2 separate regions of the Gossypium hirsutum genome follow, and region 2 is linked to region 1. A link is a contact called in public Hi-C data. All regions are on one chromosome and are shown on one strand. Each heading gives the region's core, a stretch centred on a gene start, on an enhancer-like site or on the middle of the called end of the contact. The rest is flanking DNA. Distances are from core to core; before and after follow the strand shown. Region 1 has its middle 7.7 kb from the start of LOC107894413. Region 2 holds the start of LOC107893118 (MLO-like protein 1).

Region 1 (3,265 bases), core at 215-2,714:
TAATGTCTCGTATACTGATATATTAAAAGGTTAATGTATTTGGTTAGCTGTTAATGCGTTAATGTCAACCAACTAAACAAATTTCATATATATATATATTGAATGAAAAATTATTTTTAATAGTTATTAAAAAAATGTCTAAGGAACTCTCCTCTCCTTTGCTACCAGCTGTTATTGAAAATGACGATGATTCTCACTCTATCGGGGATCAAACCACCAAGAAAGTGAAATTTAAAGGCGGAGTTGTTGATGCTTCGGGCGGGGTTGAAGATGTCTCGGAAGATATGGTTGTTGAACCTAATCTGACATCAATGCTCTCGTGGAAAGATAAGTTATTTGGTGAAAATCCGAATAATCCCATGATGGATTGTAATGGTTCTTCCTTTGGAAGAGTCAATACAAGCAATGATGATTTTGATTTACGAGCAAACGATGTGCAAACGTCCATCATCAATGGAGTTCCGACCATTAATTTCTCTGACCGGGTTAAAGAAATCCTGTTCAAAGAAATGGAACTAACTTTGGTTATCAAACTCTTAGGGTGAAATATTGGCTATAACACTTTACTAAATCGCATTACTAGTCTTTGGAAACCTATTTCCCCGATCCACCTCATGGATATTGAGAATGGTTATTATCTGGTGCGATTTGTGAATAAGGCTGACTATGATCGTATTTTTTCGCAAGACCGTGGATAATCTTTGGACAATACTCACTGTTCAACCAAGGACAAAGGACTTCAGCCCTTCGCAACTGTATCCCAGCACGGTTTTGGCATGGATTTGGTTACCAGGCCTCCCGGGGTTTTTGTTTCGTCGACAAATTGTGGAGGCTATTGGGGGGCTTATCGGGAAAGTGGTCAAATTAGACTTTCAGACAGACAATAGGTCCAGAGGTCGCTTTGCTCGCCTCGGAGTGTTTTTAAACCTCAAGAAGCCCCTGATTTCTCAAGTCCTGGTTGATGGCGCCGTTCAGAGAGTGGAGTATGAGGCACTCCCTACTGTTTGTTTTGGCTGTGGTAAATATGGTCACGTAAAGGACTTATGCCCGACTAAGGTTGAGGATCGTACCTTTGAACGCCCATCAGAGTTGGTGACTGATAGGTCGGATGCGGCTGCTGGTGGTGTTGCTGAAGAAACGGGACCGGAGTGTGGTCCATGGATGTTAGTCAAGCGTAGATCCTGGCATGGTTCAAGGAATGGTCAAAGCATTGCCGGAGCAAACAAGGGATTGATTAACGAACCCAAAATTCGAAAGGAGACATCAAAATCACGGTTTTCAGTGTTAATAGAGGGGGATAAGAATCGCAATTTTCTTGCTGTTAATGATGATAAATTGTCGGTGGAAGATGCTAAAATGACTGTTGAAGGTGTGGGCGTTTTAATTACTAAGGCTGGGGATAATAATTTGGGTAATGTGGATTTATCTCCTGGTCCAAACAGCAAGCCCATTTTGGGCAATGGGTCTCCTAAGGAAGCTACAACGGCAGACTTGGAATTAATGGTTTCGGGCCGTCTAGGAGATGGGTCTGCTATGGAGCCTACCAAACTTAATTATTTGGGCCAGGCGAATTTTAATAAGTAGGGGAAGTTTGAAGGGAAAAGGCCAATGACGAGTAATGAGAATGTGCAGGTTTCGAAAGAAAATTTTCTAACTAGTAATTTTGTTTCTAATTCTTTTTTAAACCTTAGTGGCGCAGGATCCTTACCTTAATTGTCTTCGGGTAAAGATGTGACTTTTAATGTTGTTGATCATGGTGTTTTGTCCAATGAAGTTCGGGGGGATTTAAATGTTGAAATTTTTGATAACATTAAAGCTCATTTCAATCTTGCTTTTGAAGATCCTGGGGGTTCTTCTGTCCCCATTTCTGATGGTATTTTAGACCCTGGGAAACATTCTGCTATTAGTTTTAAAAATACTTCTCACAAGAAAGAAAAAAATAACTCGGTCAATATAACCCGGGGGAAGAAAGGTGATGGTATTCCTATTTCTAAAGAGAGACACAGAGGTAAAGATTCTTTTGGGTGTAATAGTCGAAAAGCATCCAATGTGTTACGCAGCTGGGGAGGTCGATTCAAAGCTTCCGGAAACTTTAGAGTACCGTTAGTTGAATCCATAGAGGAAATGGCTGAACTCATTTCAAATTCGAATCCTAGCAATGACATCAACTCTGTCTCAAATGACGCGGTCTTGATCACGGATGGGGGTACTGTCAATCGACAGTAACAGGTATGTCTCTTTATTTTCTTAATTTTATTATGAATATGTGCTAGCAATAAGTTTCCTCGTATTTTTCGGGAATATAATCGGGAATATAAGCCTGATATTATTAGTTTGCTTGAGACAAGGGTCAGTGGTTCCAAAGTTAACAATATTATTGCTAAGCTGGGGTTTCCTTATTCTCATCTCGTTAAAGCGATTGGTTTCTCAGAGGGCATTTGGATTGGGTGGAAGGATTCTGTCTGTCTTGAGATCATTTATAATCACTCTCAGTTTATTCTAACTCGCGTGGGATCTACGTCTTCCAATACTGCTGTTTTCATCTCTTTTGTCTATGGAAGCCCTAATAGGCAAAAGCGAAAGGATTTATGGGACACCTTGAAACGGTCGATCCCAATGGGGAATTATCTATGGATAGCAATCGAAGATTTCAACGCTATTCTTTCTTCCTCTAAAAAATTAGGTGGTATGTCTAAAGGAAGACGTTGTCCGCTTTTTGGTGATTTTGTGGGAAAGACCGAGCTTCATGATTTAGGGTACAGAGAACCCCCTTTCACGTGGCATAGGGGTTTACTTTTTGAGAGGCTTGACCGGGCTCTGGGAAACAATGCTTGGGTTCAGCGTTTTCCAAATAGTTTGGTCACCCATCTTCCAAAAATTAAGTTTGATCATAGGCCTTTACTCCTATCTTTAAATCTTAAGATTATTCTTCCTAGAGGTAGACCTTTTAGGTTTTTGGCAGGTTGGGTTGAGCATCCGAATTTTTGGAAAATTTATTGAAGATAATTGAGGTTTCTCTGGTGACATGGTGGCTACTTTAAGCAACTTATCTCGCAACTTTAAGGATTGGAATAAGACAGTCTATGGTCACATCACTTGTCGGAAAAAGTTTCTTGTTAAGGAGCTTTCCAAAACTCAAAAGATTATAGATTTCTTTGGCTCTAATTGTCTAGCTCAAGTGGAATTAAAGATCCGGCAGGAGTTAGAAAATGTTCTTCACCATGAAGAACTTCTTTGGAGACAGAAGGCTCGTTGTGATTGGATT
Region 2 (3,265 bases), core at 389-2,888, 120 kb after region 1:
CTCCCCGGTTTCTTTATTGTCTTCCCTTTTACAAGGAAGCATGCTAGTTAATACGTCACTTGATACACAGATTTTAGAAATTGCATTCTGAAATACTGTCAGCAATAATGATATAAACCCCAAGAGCATCAACTCTGCCAAAAGAAACCGACATCTAAATGTTACAATTTGTAAAATAGCAAAAGAATTTCCCAATAGAAACATATAAAAAAACCATTCTTTCTACGTAAACTTCAAAAAGATATGCAAATTTCGCATCCTTCAACATATAATCAAAAAGAAAAAAGCGTAATATTTAACTGTTTTTTACTTGTTCAAAACATCATTTTTTTTCTGTCTTAATTCCTTCTCCAATGGAGAGATACAGAAAAGAGCTTCTCCTATAAACCAAAAATGCAATTTACCACTTTTAACTTTCCTCCTTCGGGAACACATAAAAGACAGAGAAAAGATTGTCTTTTATGAAAAAACAGACTTTTTTTTACAAGCCTTCCCTTTAACACTTCCAATCAAATTTAACATCAAAATATGAAAAATTAGAGAGAAAAGGGAGATGGGTTACCCTCTTTAACTTTCAAAAGAGCCTCAAAGAGTGGTTTCTGTTGTTTTCTCTTCAAAACATTCCCAACAACATGAAGCAAACGTTCCATAGCCAAAGAAATGGCAACAATCACAGTACAAATTGCTGCAACAATCCATGTTGGCGTATGCTCTAATGTTACCCCTTCTTCCGCTCCACCACTCATTTCTCTCCAAAGTTTCTTCCTTTTTGCCTTTCTTCTCTTTTCTTCTCAAACTATAACTGTTTTCGGTCTAGTTCTCGGTTCTTAGGGAAAAAATAAACCCCAATGGCCAATTCCAATCTTCTTGACTTAAATTATCTGCAAAATTTTTGGTCTTCTGCAAAGTGTTCGAACAAATGTCTCACTCAGCCCTTGAAACCATATATCTAGTTCATGTTCATAGTCTCGTGATTACCTTTAGCACAGCATAGTCTCATGATTACCTTTAGCACAGATGAATAGCTGAAAATCCCCCAAGTTAGATTCAACAAAAGAGAAACTAAAAGTTGCATATACATCATAATCAAAAGTATCAAAAGTTTAGAAAGTGTCCTATCATGGAGATCAGTTCAGATAGAGATGAACTAAAACAAGCACTGAAGTAAAACTCCATGATAGCCCACAGAAATAAATAAAAAAGAGATTTGGAAAAAGAAGTTAATGGAAACTAAAAAAGATGCATCAAAAAGAGCTGGAAATTACAAGAAAGTACCAACCAAAAGGGGAAAAGGGGAGGGGAAAAGTTGAAAATTGAAGACCACTGAGACAGAGAATGTGAAGAGTGAAGAGTGAAGAGTGAAGAGTAGGGTTCTTCACCTGATGGAGACATGAACTTGACTTCCACTATATGCAAACAACAAGATGATGACGACGACGATGATATCCGTAGAGAAAAGAGCTCAGGCCACAAAAGTCACGATTAAAGAGTACGATTTTGTTCGAATGAGACACCATGAAAGCTCAAACAGACATACGGTCCTCAGTTACTGTGCAAAAGATACCCAAAAGTCCAGTTCTTTATAATAATAGACCTTGTAATACACCTGTGCAAGTCGCCCAGCCCGGTAAATCCGTTCCGACTAGAGTCGGGTAGTTCGCTCGGCTCGGTAAGTTTATTCAATTTCAATCGAGTTTGGATAATAATTTTTTTATTTCGATTTATCAAATTCAACCTGAATTTAATTTTAATGATAAAAAATATTTTTAAATTTAAATTTAATTACAAGATATATAAAAATATTAAGTAAAATATAATTTTAATATTATATTATATTTTAAATAGTAAAATGAATTTTATGTGATCAGTCCGAAAACAGATTTGAATTTAAAAAAAAAAAAATTGGACCTCGACCTGAATAGACCAGCGCATGAATTATACATAAGTTACTTTTAAAATATTTTAGTTTTTATTCATTAAGTGACTATATTGCTTTATTTTTTTTAATTAGTTTTTACTTTTTAATATAAATTTTATGCTTTGGCAAATAATGGTATTTCTAAAAAGATGGGATAATGTTATAGGCAAAAATCAGAAATATAAATATTTATTTTAGTAGGTAATTGGTTAAATTTTGAAAAATGAATATTTTATAGAACATTATTATATAAATTATTAAAACACATATTATTCTTATTTAATTTTATGTTTTTTAATTCTTTTTATTAATTGAGCTAATCTCACTTAATGCATAAGTAATGATATCAAACTTAGTAATTTTATAAATAGTATAAATCTATATAGAAACACTGATCATGTTTAGATTTTTCTAGAGAAATAATATTTTTTTAATTTCACATGTACAATTAATTTTGTTAGTAAATTATTTTTATATTAGGTAAATTATATTTTTAGTCATTCAATTATGTCAAGGGTTTTTTAGTTATTTAATTATTTGATCTTTTTTTATTTTTAGTCACCAACTATTAAATGACTAATGGAAAGATGAGGTCACGGTTTTTAAAATTAACATAATAGTAATTTTAATCCTCAATATTTATGCATTATATCAATTTAGTCTTAATTCTAAAAAAATTTAACGTCAACATTTACATATTGTGTAATATAATCTTCTTTTCAATTTTGTTATTCTTTTGTAACTCTTTCAACTAAAAAGTTAAAAGCACAAATCTATAAACTAAATTTGATTGAAAATATACAAAAAATAGAAACTCTCAAAAATTCAAGATAATAATTTTTATCTTTTTTTTATTTTTTTTAAAATTAACCCTCAATGTCATAAATAAAAGTAAAACTACAAAAAAATATTAAATTACACAATGTGTAAATTTTGAAAGTTTTTTTTAATCAAAACTAAATTCACATAATGTATAAAAATTAAAAGTTAAAGCTGCTCTTATACCAATTTTAGAAACTATTAGGTTATCTTTCTATTAGTAATTTAACGGCTAATAACTAAAAAAAAAGAATTCTAAAATAAGAAAAAGATCAAACAGTTGAATGATTATTTTGTAAATTTTCATAAATAAATACCAAAAAAGAAATTTACAAATATCAATATAATTTACACTTTTATATATTGAGATATAATCAAAATTTTGAGAGTGATTTTAAATTTATTTATAAGATCAAAAATATATATTATCATTTTAGACACAGATTCAATTATTATAAATGAAAATAAATATTCAAACTAGTGTGCTATGCATGTGCATGAATTTATTATAGGGAATTATGAACTTAA

Evidence for each region. A called contact is a pair of places that touch in the nucleus more often than the background predicts.
Region 2: a contact with region 1 is called in a Hi-C map of leaf, with 3 times the contacts expected there. The contact joins the promoter of LOC107893118 here to the enhancer-like site in region 1. A contact is called at or near these places in 20 of 34 Hi-C or Micro-C datasets (anther, callus, cotyledon and 4 more).

Annotation. Positions count from the first base shown.
Region 1 is chrA13:101,241,522-101,244,786 of Gossypium_hirsutum_v2.1, forward strand. No RefSeq gene overlaps it. Among protein-coding and RNA genes, the nearest start is that of LOC107894413, 7.7 kb to the left of the region's middle. Within about 2 kb of position 1,465, at least 8 of the 9 cell types and tissues checked have an H3K27ac peak or open chromatin away from gene starts, as enhancers often do. A contact at or near this core is called in cotyledon, hypocotyl and leaf, where this site is marked.
Region 2 is chrA13:101,359,431-101,362,695 of Gossypium_hirsutum_v2.1, forward strand. It overlaps LOC107893118 (MLO-like protein 1), which reads right to left and starts at 1,639. Exons shown (of 15, transcript XM_041085458.1): 1 at 1,380-1,639; 2 at 563-1,025; 3 at 1-134. The coding sequence starts at 746.